Linked DNA regions of Mus musculus: region 2 is linked to region 1. A link is a contact called in public Hi-C data. All regions are on one chromosome and are shown on one strand. Each heading gives the region's core, a stretch centred on a gene start, on an enhancer-like site or on the middle of the called end of the contact. The rest is flanking DNA. Distances are from core to core; before and after follow the strand shown. Region 1 holds the start of Cd180 (CD180 antigen). Region 2 holds the start of Srek1 (splicing regulatory glutamine/lysine-rich protein 1).

The links. Hi-C and Micro-C count contacts between places; a contact is called where the count stands out from the background.
Region 2: a contact with region 1 is called in a Hi-C map of B cells, with 8 read pairs. The contact joins the promoter of Srek1 here to the promoter of Cd180 in region 1. A contact is called at or near these places in 4 of 39 promoter capture datasets (the 3T3-L1 cell line, hippocampal neurons and liver) and 1 of 484 Hi-C or Micro-C datasets (B cells).

The regions. Positions count from the first base shown.
Region 1 is chr13:102,690,290-102,697,230 of GRCm38.p6, reverse strand. It overlaps Cd180 (CD180 antigen), which reads right to left and starts at 3,673. Exons shown (of 3, transcript NM_008533.2): 1 at 3,442-3,673. The coding sequence starts at 3,531.
Region 2 is chr13:103,769,636-103,776,113 of GRCm38.p6, reverse strand. It overlaps Srek1 (splicing regulatory glutamine/lysine-rich protein 1), which reads left to right and starts at 1,506. Exons shown (of 12, transcript NM_001361085.1): 1 at 1,506-1,815. The coding sequence starts at 1,655. Gm52054 (a long non-coding RNA gene) reads right to left here and starts at 1,497. Exons shown (of 4, transcript XR_003950659.1): 1 at 1,078-1,497.

The DNA of each region.
Region 1 (6,941 bases), core at 2,424-4,923:
ACGGTTGTAATTTTGTTATATGCATACAGAGAACATGAAGCATTTAGCAACAGAAGATTCTCTGTGGAGTCTTCGTGAGTTTTATTACAATCTTCTCAGAATTTGCATGTAGGTTGGAACTTTTTTAAGCAAAAAATCTTATTAAAATATTAATCCCGACTTCTGCCCAACATACACGTATACACAGATGTATACATCAGTCCTTGAGCAGTGAAACATAGAAATATGAAACAATAAATCTTCCAGAAGAAACTGTGGAATAATATCATCATAGCCTGGGGCAGGCCAAGATTTCTTAAACTAGAAATGCATTAAAAATAACAGGGAAAAATGTTAACTTGAGCTACGATAATACTAAGAACTTCCAGTTGGCAAAAGATACTTTTAGAGTTGAAAGGGACGTTTGAGAGTAGAGGAACATGTTGGCATTCAGGTAAGGAAGAGCCCTTACAAATCAAGGCAACAACGGAGAAAAAGGGCAAAAGACATAAGCATTTCACTTACTCAAAAGTGGTAGGAGAGGGCTGGGGGTATATCAGCGACATGATGCTTGTCTACCATGAGACTAACACTGGGTTTGACTCTCATCAGTGCAGGGAGAGAGGAGGTATGTAAACTACTGTGACCATATACTCAATGTAATAATTCGTCAGTATGAATCCCAATAAAATACTATTTTCCCAACTGTTAGAATGGCTCACATTTAAAATCAAATGATAATAAGACTCCAAAGCAATCAAAAGTCACATAAGATGCCAACGAATGTTAATTAGTAGCAATGTTTTATAAAGCTAGCAGTGCATACTATACAGACCCCCCTCCACACACACACACACACACACACACACACACACACACACACACACACACCCTATGAGCAAATATCTCTATGAAGATATCTAATGTAAATATGTATGTTTGTTTACTAAAGCAAGACATAATCATGAAACTCCTAAGCCAACATCATATATACCTTCCAAAAATTATGAACAATGCAATTTTCTATTAATAGAAATACATAAATTGTGGTAGGGGTCTTGAACCCAAAAGAGTATCACTCAACAGTAGGACTCAACAAATGACTGTTGCATATGTCCTCAGAAAGTGTCACCAATTCAATGTCAAGCAAAAGTAGCCAGGGAGCTGGAGTTTCTACGATAGGACCCCAAGTGTATAAAGTTAGTTTTTAACAGGTACAAAAGCAACCATGATGATGGACCTAGTGCCTGGGAGGAGGCTTGAAGGCTCCTGGGGTGTTGAGTTCCTACAGTGTCTTGAGCTGTGTATGGAGTACCTGAGTATGTTTATTGGTGAAAAGACAATTAACTGCATATTTAGGGCCCTGTGGACTTTCTGTATGTGTGTCTTGCTTCAACTAAAGTTTAATAATCTGAAAAGAAAATTTTTATTTTACAAAACAAAACCTTCTTATCATGGTAGGCAAGATAAGCTCCGGATGGTGAGTCACGGGGACAGACAGGCAGCAAGTGCCTACTGATGCTTGAAGTGGGAAGTGGAAGAAAAGGAAGTAAGGAGAAGGCTGGGTCGAGGCAGGCTAGTTTGGATGGAGGAGACCACACATGGAAACCAAAAGCATAGTCTTTCCTAATCGGCCCTGCATTCTCCCACGTGCCTGTGCCCTAGAGGTCAGGAACACTTAGAAACAGGCTCCCATCATATTCATGCATTAAACAGTTTAGGAACTCAGCTGCTTAGAAAGAATAAACGAGGGAAGGGGGAAGAGAGAAGAGAGATTGAATGTTAATAAAACACAGGGTCTTTAGGGGATGCACTGAGCCCCACCCTCAGGACCTGAAAGGCACAGTACTGGAGGCCTAAGGCAGACAACTTCTCTCTTTTTGCCCCATTCCTCTTCCCTCTGCCAATGTAGGGGTCATGTACAAAAGGGAACTGGCAGCTCCAGAGCCTGGTGTCATCCTTGGGTAGTTTGAATGGCTCAGTACCTCCGCTGGAAGCTTCCTTCCTGGACTCCTTGTGGCCTCAGAAGGGCTAGACTGACTTCCCACAAGTGCTGCACTGCATATTGCCTTGCTCTGTGAAACTCCAATGAATGGGAGGACCATTCCATCTGGAGATGATGTCAGCAGGTGCCTGGCATTTGTCCTTGGTCACTGAGGTGATGTCCCCATCCTGATCCCCCTAAGACATCTACATGATGCATGACATTGAGCTCCCAGCTTAAATGTGGTGAGTGGAGCTGGGGCTGCTGAAGGAAGGCCCTTCCCTCTTTTACTTCTTTTATGTGCTGAGTTGTGTCCCATCCTCCCAACCATGTACTCCTGCCACTGATTCTAACTCCGAGGACACCATGCCTCAAGTGACTATAACTGGAGAGAAGGCCTTTCAAGATATGATTACAGTAAAATGAGGAATGCTGGGTAGGTCCTGAGCCAGCATGACTAATGTCCCAATAAGAGAAAATGAGACACACTTAAGCATGGGGAGAGACACAAGAGGACAACCAACGATAAGCCAAGGGAAAGTCCTCAGAGGAAAACAACCTTGCTGTTACCTCCATCCTGGATCTCCAGCCTCCAGAAACGACAAACAATACATTCCTACTGTGTAAAATCCCTCACTCTGAAGCTCTGCTTCTGGAAACCCAAAGAAACTAATATAACATCCCTGCCTTGGATTTCCCTGGTATCCTATTTCTGCTCAGTCTGGGAGCATCCCGAGTCTACCCAAATCCAAGGCTAACAAGCTTCTGTTTATTTCTGCTCCAGACTTTATTCCAGTCCTGGCTTTGGGTTCAATTTATACCCTTGACTTCTAGCTATCCCTGGCCTACATTCTCCTTTTGGTCTCCAAGTAGGAAAGCGGCTAACCGAGCCATCAAGGCTCACAGTCTTTTCTGTCTTCGCCATTTGTCAAGCAGGCCCACGTGGACTGGCTACTGGCCAGGGTCAAGGACAGTGGTAGGGAGGTTTAAGATGGCAAAAGATCGAGGCCATTCTCTCTCTCTCCATTCTCTTCATGGTTTCCCATGCATTGATAAATATTGTTACAGTTTAAACCAGAAGGTTTGAGTTGCCTCGGGTCTCAGATTTACTCTGGTTGGTTAGTCCTACAGATGGAAGGGTTTGTCTAATTGGAGGAGAAGATCAATCTGTATTCACAATGATCCTTATAAATTTTCTGAATCTTGGCATGAGCCTGTCTTTACTAGCCCTTCTCAAGACAGCTAAGAAACCAAAGGGTTCTGTGGGGAGTGACCATGTCCTAGGACAGTGGACAAACAGCTTTAGGCATCAGGATTGAGGGGATCTGCTCTTTGCACCAAACCCCTGATGATATCTCCCGTTGTCCTTTTCAGGACAGTAGAGACTGCGAGCCAAAGCTCAGATGAATCTGTATACGATATCTCAAGTTTTTCAGCAAGTGTCAGCAGCTGGGTAGAGACAAATAGTTTGGACTCACCTCAATGCACTTCTGATCTGAGGATGTGGTGGCTCGGCAACTGGCCAAGAAGAGGGCCACTAAAAAGAAGCAGCTGATGTCCGGAGCCATCCCAGGTCCAGAGCAAGCCCAGCTGCGTAGGATTATCTAATGCTCAGAGCCAAGCAATCTAATCACACTCTAATAGCCCTGGCAATTTGGCAGGCAATGAAGTGCTCAGAAGGTCGATCTTAGAACCGAAATGCTGGGAGCTGCTCAGCATTTGTGGATCTGTCATGCAAAAGGAAAAAAAAAAAAAAAAAAAAAAAAGGGGAAGTTCTTTTTGCATACCAACCATCTTGGCCAAAAATAACTAAGAGCCCTACCCCATGATGGCCTACTGCATTTCCTGTCAAACACACGGATGAGTTGTGCAGCTCTCTAGAATCTCACTACGATGCTTCCCACTGCGTTGAAGCCAGTTTCAAGGGGTTTGGGCCACTTAGCCAATTTCTAGTCTCTATCCTTGTGAGAGTCTGTGGATGTAGGAATTTGCTGCACTCACAATGGACACCACTTCTTCTAGCTGTCCCTGTGAGTGGTTAGGAGAAGGGTAGAGCAGGGCAGAGTGCTTTCCTGCAGCAAACCTGAGGGCTTTGACACTGGGGACTGGGGCAGAAGGAGATAGGCCCAACGGTCCTGCTAGCTGAGTGAACCTCATCTGCTTCCTGGACCACTGCTGTTCTTTCTGTGGACAGATTACTTTCTCTCTCACCCTAGTGACTTAGGACTGTTAAAATGGCTCAGGTGAAAGCCCCTTGTCTGGTTTCACAAAAGGCTCAAAGTTAAACAAGACAGCTGGAGCAGAAATAAGTATATCAGCTTGGGGTCCCTTTTGCCTTAGAAATAGCTTTGACATTGAATAAGTCAGTTGTTAGAGTGATTTCTTAGCATGCATTAAACTTCCAAGTTTGATCCCCAGCATCCCATACAACAAACAGTCATGGGCATACCCACCAGAAATTCAGCATTCCGGAGATAGAGGCAGGAAGATAGGTCACTCAAGGTCAGAGGGAGTTTGAGGCCAGCCCAGGTTACAGGAAATCCTTTCTAGGGGGTGAGGGGAGAAAAAAGCAATAGGGGCAGTAATTATTTGGAAGATCAAGGAGTGGCAGGGAGAGAAAAAGATCAAGCATTTACCCAGTGAACTTAGCTACCACAGGTCTTTTCTGACCTTGAACCGGTTGATATATGGGGGATAGCTGGTGTTGCCTTCTAAAACAATTGAATAGACTTGAATAGTAGACAGGACAAGGGATGTTCACTCCTCTCTTTCAGCAGAGGCTGAACAGGGGCAGGAAAAGCTTCTCCTTTGGGCTTCGTTAGGGATGTTCTCAGTAACGAGGCGTTCCATAAAATGCCATCCTCACCAACAAGCATACCTCTGAAGATGCTATTTGCAAAACATGATCTAAGCCAATAAAGGTGCATGGCAGGGCACTTTACCTCACAGAAGGCACCCCTCACAGTGAGGAACCAAAGGGGCTAAGCCTCAGGTCCACTGCTGGCCATCTGAGTGACCTCCAAAAAAGACACCACAGTTCCCTGGATGTAGTTTCTTGTCTGTAAGACTGGGGCTGTTGTGCTTATATCACATGGTAGTTATGAGGATCAAAAGGGATCATTTGTAGGAAAACGCTTTCTTAACCTTAAAGCCCTGCATAAACATAAAGAAAGCAAAGGGACGGGATGTGGGCTGTGAGCCACCGATCCCAATGTCATGTAAATATCACTCTCAGGAAATTGTCTCCTACCCCAGAGACACTGAAAAGGTGTATTGCTTTCTGTCTTGAAGAAAGGTTTGATGGCTCCGTTAAGGCCATAAGATTTTGTCATTTTTCTGAGGCCATGTCATTTGCATATGATTTGCGTGCGTTTGCATAATGGATTCAAAAGACTCCCTGCCAGTGTATAAGAGTAAAAGAAAAATAAATGAATACGAGTGACCTTCTGCCACAGCATTCAAATCAAATATTCAGGGCATAATACCCTGAAATATGAAATAGATTAAAATTTAAACTATTGCAAACAGATAGGAAGATAGGTTTTGGAGTTCAGAAGCAAGAATGAAGCCCTTATTTGGTTCCAGATTGTATAGAATCACAGTCCCCTAAAGGTCACCCCATTCAAACGATTTTCATGCCTCAGTTCTCCCCTCCACAGCCCTTGGCTCCACCGCTGTGGTTAGACAGGCTGCACTGTTTTTCAGGCTTCCCCAGAATGTCTCAGCGACAGAAAACTCACCATTCCTCAAGAAATTGGTCTGGGCAATTTTAGCTGTTAATATATACGGTATGGTCTTTTATTTGACTGTAAAAAAATCTTCCCTCTATTGTACCCATAGTGTTCCTGGTTCCCTCTAGCTACTAAGTGGGTAAATTCAAACCCTTTCATATCCATCAGTCCTACAGGTACTTAAAATGATAATGTCTCCAATCCTTCCCCTTTGTAGGTTAAAAATGTCCAGTGCTTCTATGTCACAAGCTTATGCATCATCAGTCCTTGCAGTCTGCTTGTGAGGACTTCCCAAAGATCACAGAAAAGTGAGTTCGAATCCCGTCCTTGTCACTAACTGGTTCTGTATCGTTTAGACTATCAATGGTGGAAATAGACTAGTCCTTCGTTTCTTTAAAACTTTTATTTTATTTACTATTGATCTCTACGCACGTTTGGCGTGTTTGGGCTGATGTGGCGGTCAGAGGACAGTTCCGTGGAGTCAATTCTTCCCTTCCATCTTTATGTAGGATCTGGGAATTGAACGCAGGTCACCAGGCTTGTGCAGCAAGCACCTTTAGCCACTGAGCAACCTCCCTGACGCTTGGCTATTTTTCTCTAAGGAACTTCTTTATTTAAGACCCTATTACTCTACTTTAAAATTATAGTTTCCAACTTACTGATGTAACAAAGTAGACTTGAGCCAATAAATGGAGTTACACTTGCTGTGTCCTGACGATCTGCTCTCTGCGTCTTCCTCCAGATGGCCTTGCTTCATCTTGGCAAACAAAAACTAGCAAAGGCTATCTGGTGCAAGGGGTGGGAGGGAACTATCACATTCTAACACTAATCTACTCACAGTGCCATGGGCTGGGGTGTCCAGGAAGAGAGAGAGCAGCCATGGTTCACACAGAGAGCGATTTCTTTCAGAGAGAAAGAGGATAAGCAGAGAAAAGGCAGTGGGAACATTTATTTCTATTGACCAGTTGCCACAGCAATAGGTGTCCTTATATGAACTATTAGCATGGATTTGCATACAAATTCCATATACCTTATTATTCTACTAAAGATCATCTTTTATGGTCTGTAGTCGCTTAGCGCATGATTCTGGAGAACCGACCATTTTCACGTCTGGTGAGTCCTCTAGTGATCACTCTTGTGCTTCTAAGTCAATGGTTCTCAACCTATTGTTTGCAGCTCCTTTGGAGGGAGGATATCTGATGACCCTTTCATAGGGGTCACCTAAGACCATTGGAAACCACAAATAT
Region 2 (6,478 bases), core at 257-2,756, 1.1 Mb before region 1:
CCATTGATCTCCCCAGTGCTGAGATTACAGGTTTATGCCAGTTTCGGGTCTAATGTCTCAACACTGGGCTTTCAAGTAAGCAAGGCAAACATTTACCAATGTAACTACACCCTCATTTCTACTGTTGCTTTAAGACCATCAGAACAAAGGTGAAAAGAGCAACAAAGTCTTTTTGTTTTTGTTTTTCTTCTTTTGTTTTTTTGAGACAGGGTTTCTCTGTGTAGCCCTGGCTGTCCTGAAACTCACTCTGTAGACCAGGCTGGCCTCGAACTCAGAAATCCACCTGCCTCTGCCTCCCAAGTGCTGGGATCAAAGGCTTGCACCACCACCGCCCTGTGGCAACAAAGTCTTAATAATTAGTACATGTGTTGGGGTCTCCCTCCCCCAGCATAGCTGTAGCCATTTCGTTCCATGTCTGCTAGCTACTTCATATGTTGCTGTAGTGTGCCTGCCAGTCATTGACACAGAAAAATAACTTGACTCAGAACAGAGTCATGCTGATCACATACCCTGTTCTGTTCTGTGTGTTATGAGGTTTGTTAATCTTAAGAAATTCCACAACTGTAGGCTTCATGTAGGACCCATCAAATTAAAGGTCAATATAAACTGTCACGTCTAAAATGGCTTGAGTGAGGGCTGACTACCAGGCAGCCCTTCCAGCACCTGCATTGGAGCCCACTGTGGTTTGAGCGGTTTTAACCTTTAGAAGATGGCCATTAAGAAATATCCAGCGCTCAGCTTTTTGAGCTGTTGCCCTGGTCCATCAGGCTTGTGGTGTGAGTTATATAAACCATCCCTGTTTAACTGAGTTTGATGTTTGTGTGCTTTGTAGAGCAACTCCAGGACCCCAATAAGTTTTTATATTGTGGGCCCACAGGAATGGACTTGAACCATGAACTTTGGATATAGCTGCTCTGGTTGAAAATGATTGCGCAGTATTAAGGTGCAAGTTGCATGTAGACAGTTTGTGTCTTTTACCTGCCTTTGTCTAAAAGTATAGATATTAGGGCCCGCTAGTAAATAAATTGCATGTTATAAATTGACAGCAAAGCCTTTCATTCACTCATTTACCCTAACCTCCATAATTGGTGTGAAAATTTCCAAGAATTCTCATAATCAGGGTGCCTGCCAATTTTGAAAATAGGTTAAGCGGGGTTGCAGCCTGTATTTAATAATGAAGCTATTGTTTGGTCAGGTATTAATGTATAATGTCCAGATGTCATTGTCCCTTTACCACTGCAGCCCAGGCCTCTGGGTTCCTCCGCCTGATGTGGAGAAAGAGCCGAGCTGCTTAACTGACAGAAGCATCGAGAAGTGATGGAGTTTGTAGGCACAACCTCCGCAACCCTCACTGCAGCAGCAGGTAAACCTCTCTGAAGACCTAGTGACGCCTAGCAACAGTCCCGGCGACCTGACCCCAGGGCTGCGGCCGCCAGGACCCGCGGGGAGCCGCCGCGTTGCCAGGGCGACGCTTCCGGCCGGCGCGCGCAGCCCCCGGAGCAGGAGAGTTGCGCGATGGGCGGCTAGACGTGCCCGGGCGCGGAGGATTAGCTCTCGGGAGCGCGCTCGCGGCCGCGCGCCTCTGCTTCCCAGGCTCCGTCGCTGACGCGTCGTGGACGTTGGGGAGCGGGAAGGCAGCAGCAGCGAGGCCGGGATGAACAGCGGCGGCGGCTTCGGCTTGGGCTTAGGCTTCGGCCTCTTCCCTACGACGGTGATTCAGGTGACGAACCTCTCGTCGGCGGTGACCAGCGAGCAGATGAGGACGCTCTTTTCCTTCCTAGGAGAAATCGAGGAGCTACGGCTCTACCCCCCAGAGTGAGTGCTGGAGCCCGGCGGGGGGAGGGGCGCGCCGCCATCCAGACCTCGGGCGCCGAGGGAGGCACGGGGCGAGCGCGGGCGTCACGTGACGGCGCGCTTCCCTAGGCGGCCATGTTTGATGAGGGCACCCGGCCGGCCGCGGGGCCTCTCCGCGGTGAGGTTTTGTTAATTGAGCTCCACGCGGGGTTCCTGCAGAGGACTTAGGGGTGCCTTCCTCTCTCGAGCCTCCGGGACTGTGGTTGATGCCCGGCCTTCGAGTTGGGTGCCCCGGGCCTTTGGTTTCCCCCGAACTTAAGATGGCCGCAGGTGGGCCGGCGACAGTCCTCATGGCAAATGCCTATAACGTTTCTTTTTTTTTTTTTTTTTTTTGCACTGGGAGAATCGTGGAGAACGCCAGCAACGCCAACGCCCGGACCTCTAGGTCTTAATGTCAGGCTGCTAGCGCTGCTGAGGGAGCGAGCGGATGACAACATGGAATCGGGGCTGTTTTTGTTCTCCGGGGTGATCTTAGACATTTACCATCGTTTTGGTTTTTCTAACCGAGCCCATATTCACGATCTTAAAGATCACGTCAATCTCTCCTTTTGGCAACAGCCTGAATTTTCCTTCTCCAAGAAGGTCACGCTGGCTCAGACGTTTCAAAAAGTATAAATCGGTGCAGAATTATCACTACTGTGTACATGTGTTTAAAATCCAGCGCTCGCTTCTTAGGCAGTGTACTTGAAGTGGTAAATTTCCCTTATGCAGTATTCACTAATCGGATAACTTGTAATGGTTTTACCGTTCGTAACATTCTCACACTCATAAACTTTAAGAAAATACTAAGGGCCACGGTATTTTGTTCTTTATGCTAAAATTATTTGAAGGAAAAGTTGTCCACGATTTTTTTGGGAAAAGATTTTGGCTTATTTCATAGTCATGCACACAGAACAATATATCTCTCTACTCTCTGTAAGTAGCAGAATGGCTACAAATTGATTTCTTACGGATGTGACTATTTAATGTTATGCATTCAAAAAAGTTGAAATAAAACAGTGACTGCCTATCAGTATTCTTTTCACTTGGTGCAGGTGATTATTAAATTTTCATTTATTCTAGCTGGGCGCGTTGCCAGGCGCCTTAATCCCAGCACTCTAGAAGGCAGAGCCAGGGATCTCTTGAGTTCAAGCCCACCCTGGTGGCCAGTGCTTTCTGGGTGAGAGAAACTGTCTCAAAAAACAAAACAAAAGATAAGAAAAGAGGAAGATATTCAATGTTTTAATAGTGCTCCCCTCCCCCTTTTATCTTGTATGTGTTCGGAGAATACCATGATACTTGGTTATCTCCAGTCTAGAAAAGGCCCCTTCCTCACTTAAGAATCTAATGATGTTGACATTTTGTGATGCAGGTTAGAAGAATGACAGATAGTCTGAGATTCAAGCACAATATGTTTTCGACAAGAATCCTGCATAAGTGCATGAACATAAGGTCTGCTGTAACCATGGCACTAACATTTGTAGTATCTCTTAACATTTAAAGATGCTTTCAGCCATCAGCTTACGTTCTCGGGTTCGTAGGAGGGAGGGCTGTATCAAGCCAGTCAGTAAAATGTTCTGCCCATGAACTCTTGTAAATTAACTTTGGGGCATTAGAGGGTCTGAAGAAATATATTAGAGAATGTTCTTCACTCCCAATGGAATGCCGTTTGAATGAGGGTAACACACTGCCGGGTATTAACTGGCATTTGGGAAGGTGCATCTTAAAGAGCCTCCCTTGTCTTCTTCAGGGATGGTCTTGAATAAACCCAATTTCCTCCCTGCATGAAAAAAAAATTATTATTTGGGGTTTAAGGATCAAAGGGGTTAAAAAGCTCTGTTGTTTAAAATAGTATGTCACAATTATTCCTTTGGCAATAATTGTTGCCAGACAAAAACTCAACTCTTCCCTAGTTTTCCTAAGTTTAGGAGTAGAGCCTCACTCTGATTTTGTAGTGATAAACTTTATTAGCAGGTTTTCCTCTCCGTAGTGCAGTTATGCTAGCTGGTCCTTAAAGATATACTTGTAGTTTGGGGCTGAAGTATATATAAAAATTCAGTCAGTAGTACTTTTGTCAAAGATAATGATAGTTGTTTTAATTATCATATAAACATTGCTTTGTGATTACTTTTTAGAAGTCGAACAGTTGTTTGATTTAAAATTAGAGATACATTTCTTTAGTGAAATGTGAAAATAGGTCCCATCAGGTATCTTCCTTTTTTGCTCTTCACTTTATTTTTTGAGCGTCTTTCTCTGATCTGAAGTGCCAGCAGACCGGCTTAGCACTCACTGGGGATCTACCTGGAGTGCTGGTGTCTCAGCCACATACTATACCCTGCTTTTATGTGAGTGCCAGGATCCTACAGATCAGGGAGGGGGGGGGTTCATTTTAATTTTTAAACATTAAACATTAATGTAAACTGGCCAGTAATATGGGTCCAGGCTGATAACACGAGTTCAGTCCTAGAACCCACTGTGAAAGCAGAATTCAGTTGCTGAAAGTTGTCTTCTGACCTCCCTCTACAGGTACACCTGTGCATACACTTGCACAGATAATATAGAATGTAAAAACGGATGTATGTAGGCATTCATTTAACATAGTAAGAATTACTTGACATTTTTTCCTGTTGCCAGATAATTATATATCCAGAATTACTTTTTGCACAATAATTGAATTTCATAGTTCCTGAATACCTATTTATACAAATTGCTTTTTTCAGTAAACTTATCATTGTAATGTAATTTTTATACAGAAAAATGAACCTGGTGTGGCGATGAATGAATTCTTAGAGCTTTACACATGGTAGTGTAGCAAGCAGCACAGCTGGGGAGCATCTGCACACTCCATGCTCCCCTGTGCCTGCCTGCAGCTGACTAACCTCCCCAAGGGGAATTCTACTTTGATTTCTAACACCAGGGAGATTTTCACCTGTGCAGTTTTTCTTGCTTGCCCTGGGTTCTACTTTTCTGGTTTTTGAAGTTCCAAGAACCAAAGTAAAAGTCTGTTTACTTAAGTAACTTAGTTACTTAAAGTAACTTAGTTAACTTTAAGAAATTACATATGCTGTGTCTGTTATATTTTGTTGCCATGGCAAACACCTAAGCTCATCAGACAGGGAGTTCTTTGGCTCATGATTTTAAAGGCTTCATAATGTGTTAGCTGGTTCTGATTGTTAGCCTATGGCCAAGCAGAAATAAGGTGGTTAGGAAATAGACCCCAGGAAGGAGCCAGGAACAAGATAAAATCTCCACCAAGGTACACACTGGTGCTGTAGCCTGCCCCACCCCCTACCAGTGCATTCAGCTGGATAACCTCAGAAACAACAGTAGCCAAGGAACAAGCTTTCAACTTACCAGAGCCTTCTTGGGCTACTTAACTATGGCAGCCATTCTTTATAGAATGGAGAACAAGAAAGTCTGTGATCTTAACATCACTCCACCAAACTCCTTTCATTAGCATGTTTTTTCTTCTGGTCCTCTATATGTGCCTATTATAATACAGTATAATCAAAGGAGTCATACACTGTGATTATAAACTTTTTTAACTTAATCTGTAATAAGCACTTTTCATATTGCTGTGCTTTAAAGTAATATTTAGACATGTGCTGTGTTGAGTGTTTTTGAAATTCTGACATATGTTGGTTATCTTTAAAAGTTTTAATTACAAATAAATGTGTTTAAGCAAGATGCATTTGGAAATGTTGATCATCAGCAGTGATTGGTAGGTCTGCAGGCTATGTCAGTGCTTCCTAAGAAAGACTTGGAGATTTGTGCCATCCAAAGTACTTTTGGAGGCCTTAGGTAAATGCTGTGGTAGTCAATAATTGCATACATAAAACTATTTGTCCATGTTTTGTACTATGATCTTCTGAAGCAGGTAATCTCAGCTGGGGGCCACAACCTCTTTGGAGATCAAGTGACCCTTTCACAGAGCTCACCATTGGAAAACACAGATATTTACATTAAGATTCAAACAGCAAAATTACAGTTGCCAAGAAGCAACAAAATAACTTTATGGTTGAGAGTCACCACAACATGAGGGACTATGTCAAAGGTTGCTCAGTAGTTAGAGTATGCGCACTACTGTTAGGTTCCCAGCACCCACTTTGGGCAACTCCTCATAACTCCAGTTCCAGGGGACCTGATACCTTCTGGACTTATTGGTCACTAGCATTCACATGTATATATCTACACTTAAAAATAAAGTCTTTTTAAAAACGTGACTTTGAAATTACTAGTTAAACAGTTACTCAGTGACTTAATGAGAAATAGCATAGATAATGAGTTAGACTAGAGTGTCTACTATTTTGCAAAATAAATTACATAATATTTTGTTTGTAAAACCTTTTTGTTTTTGCTAGCCTGAAGCCATGCAAAAACCCCTTGTTTGGTTCCATATTATCTAATTATATGATTAATATGATGTTTTCATTATTTTTTTTTTGTTGTTTTTTTTGTTGTTGTTGTTTTTAGCTTGGTGGCATTGAACCCAGGGCCTCCCATGCTACACTAGTTATGGGTTTACCACAGCTTTAGTAATATAAATGTTGGCGATCAGTTAGGGGCGAGAGAGGCTACAATTTGAAGTCTTGAGGATGGCGACTTCTGTTAAGGGATTTTGACTGATAACATGTTATCAAGGGTT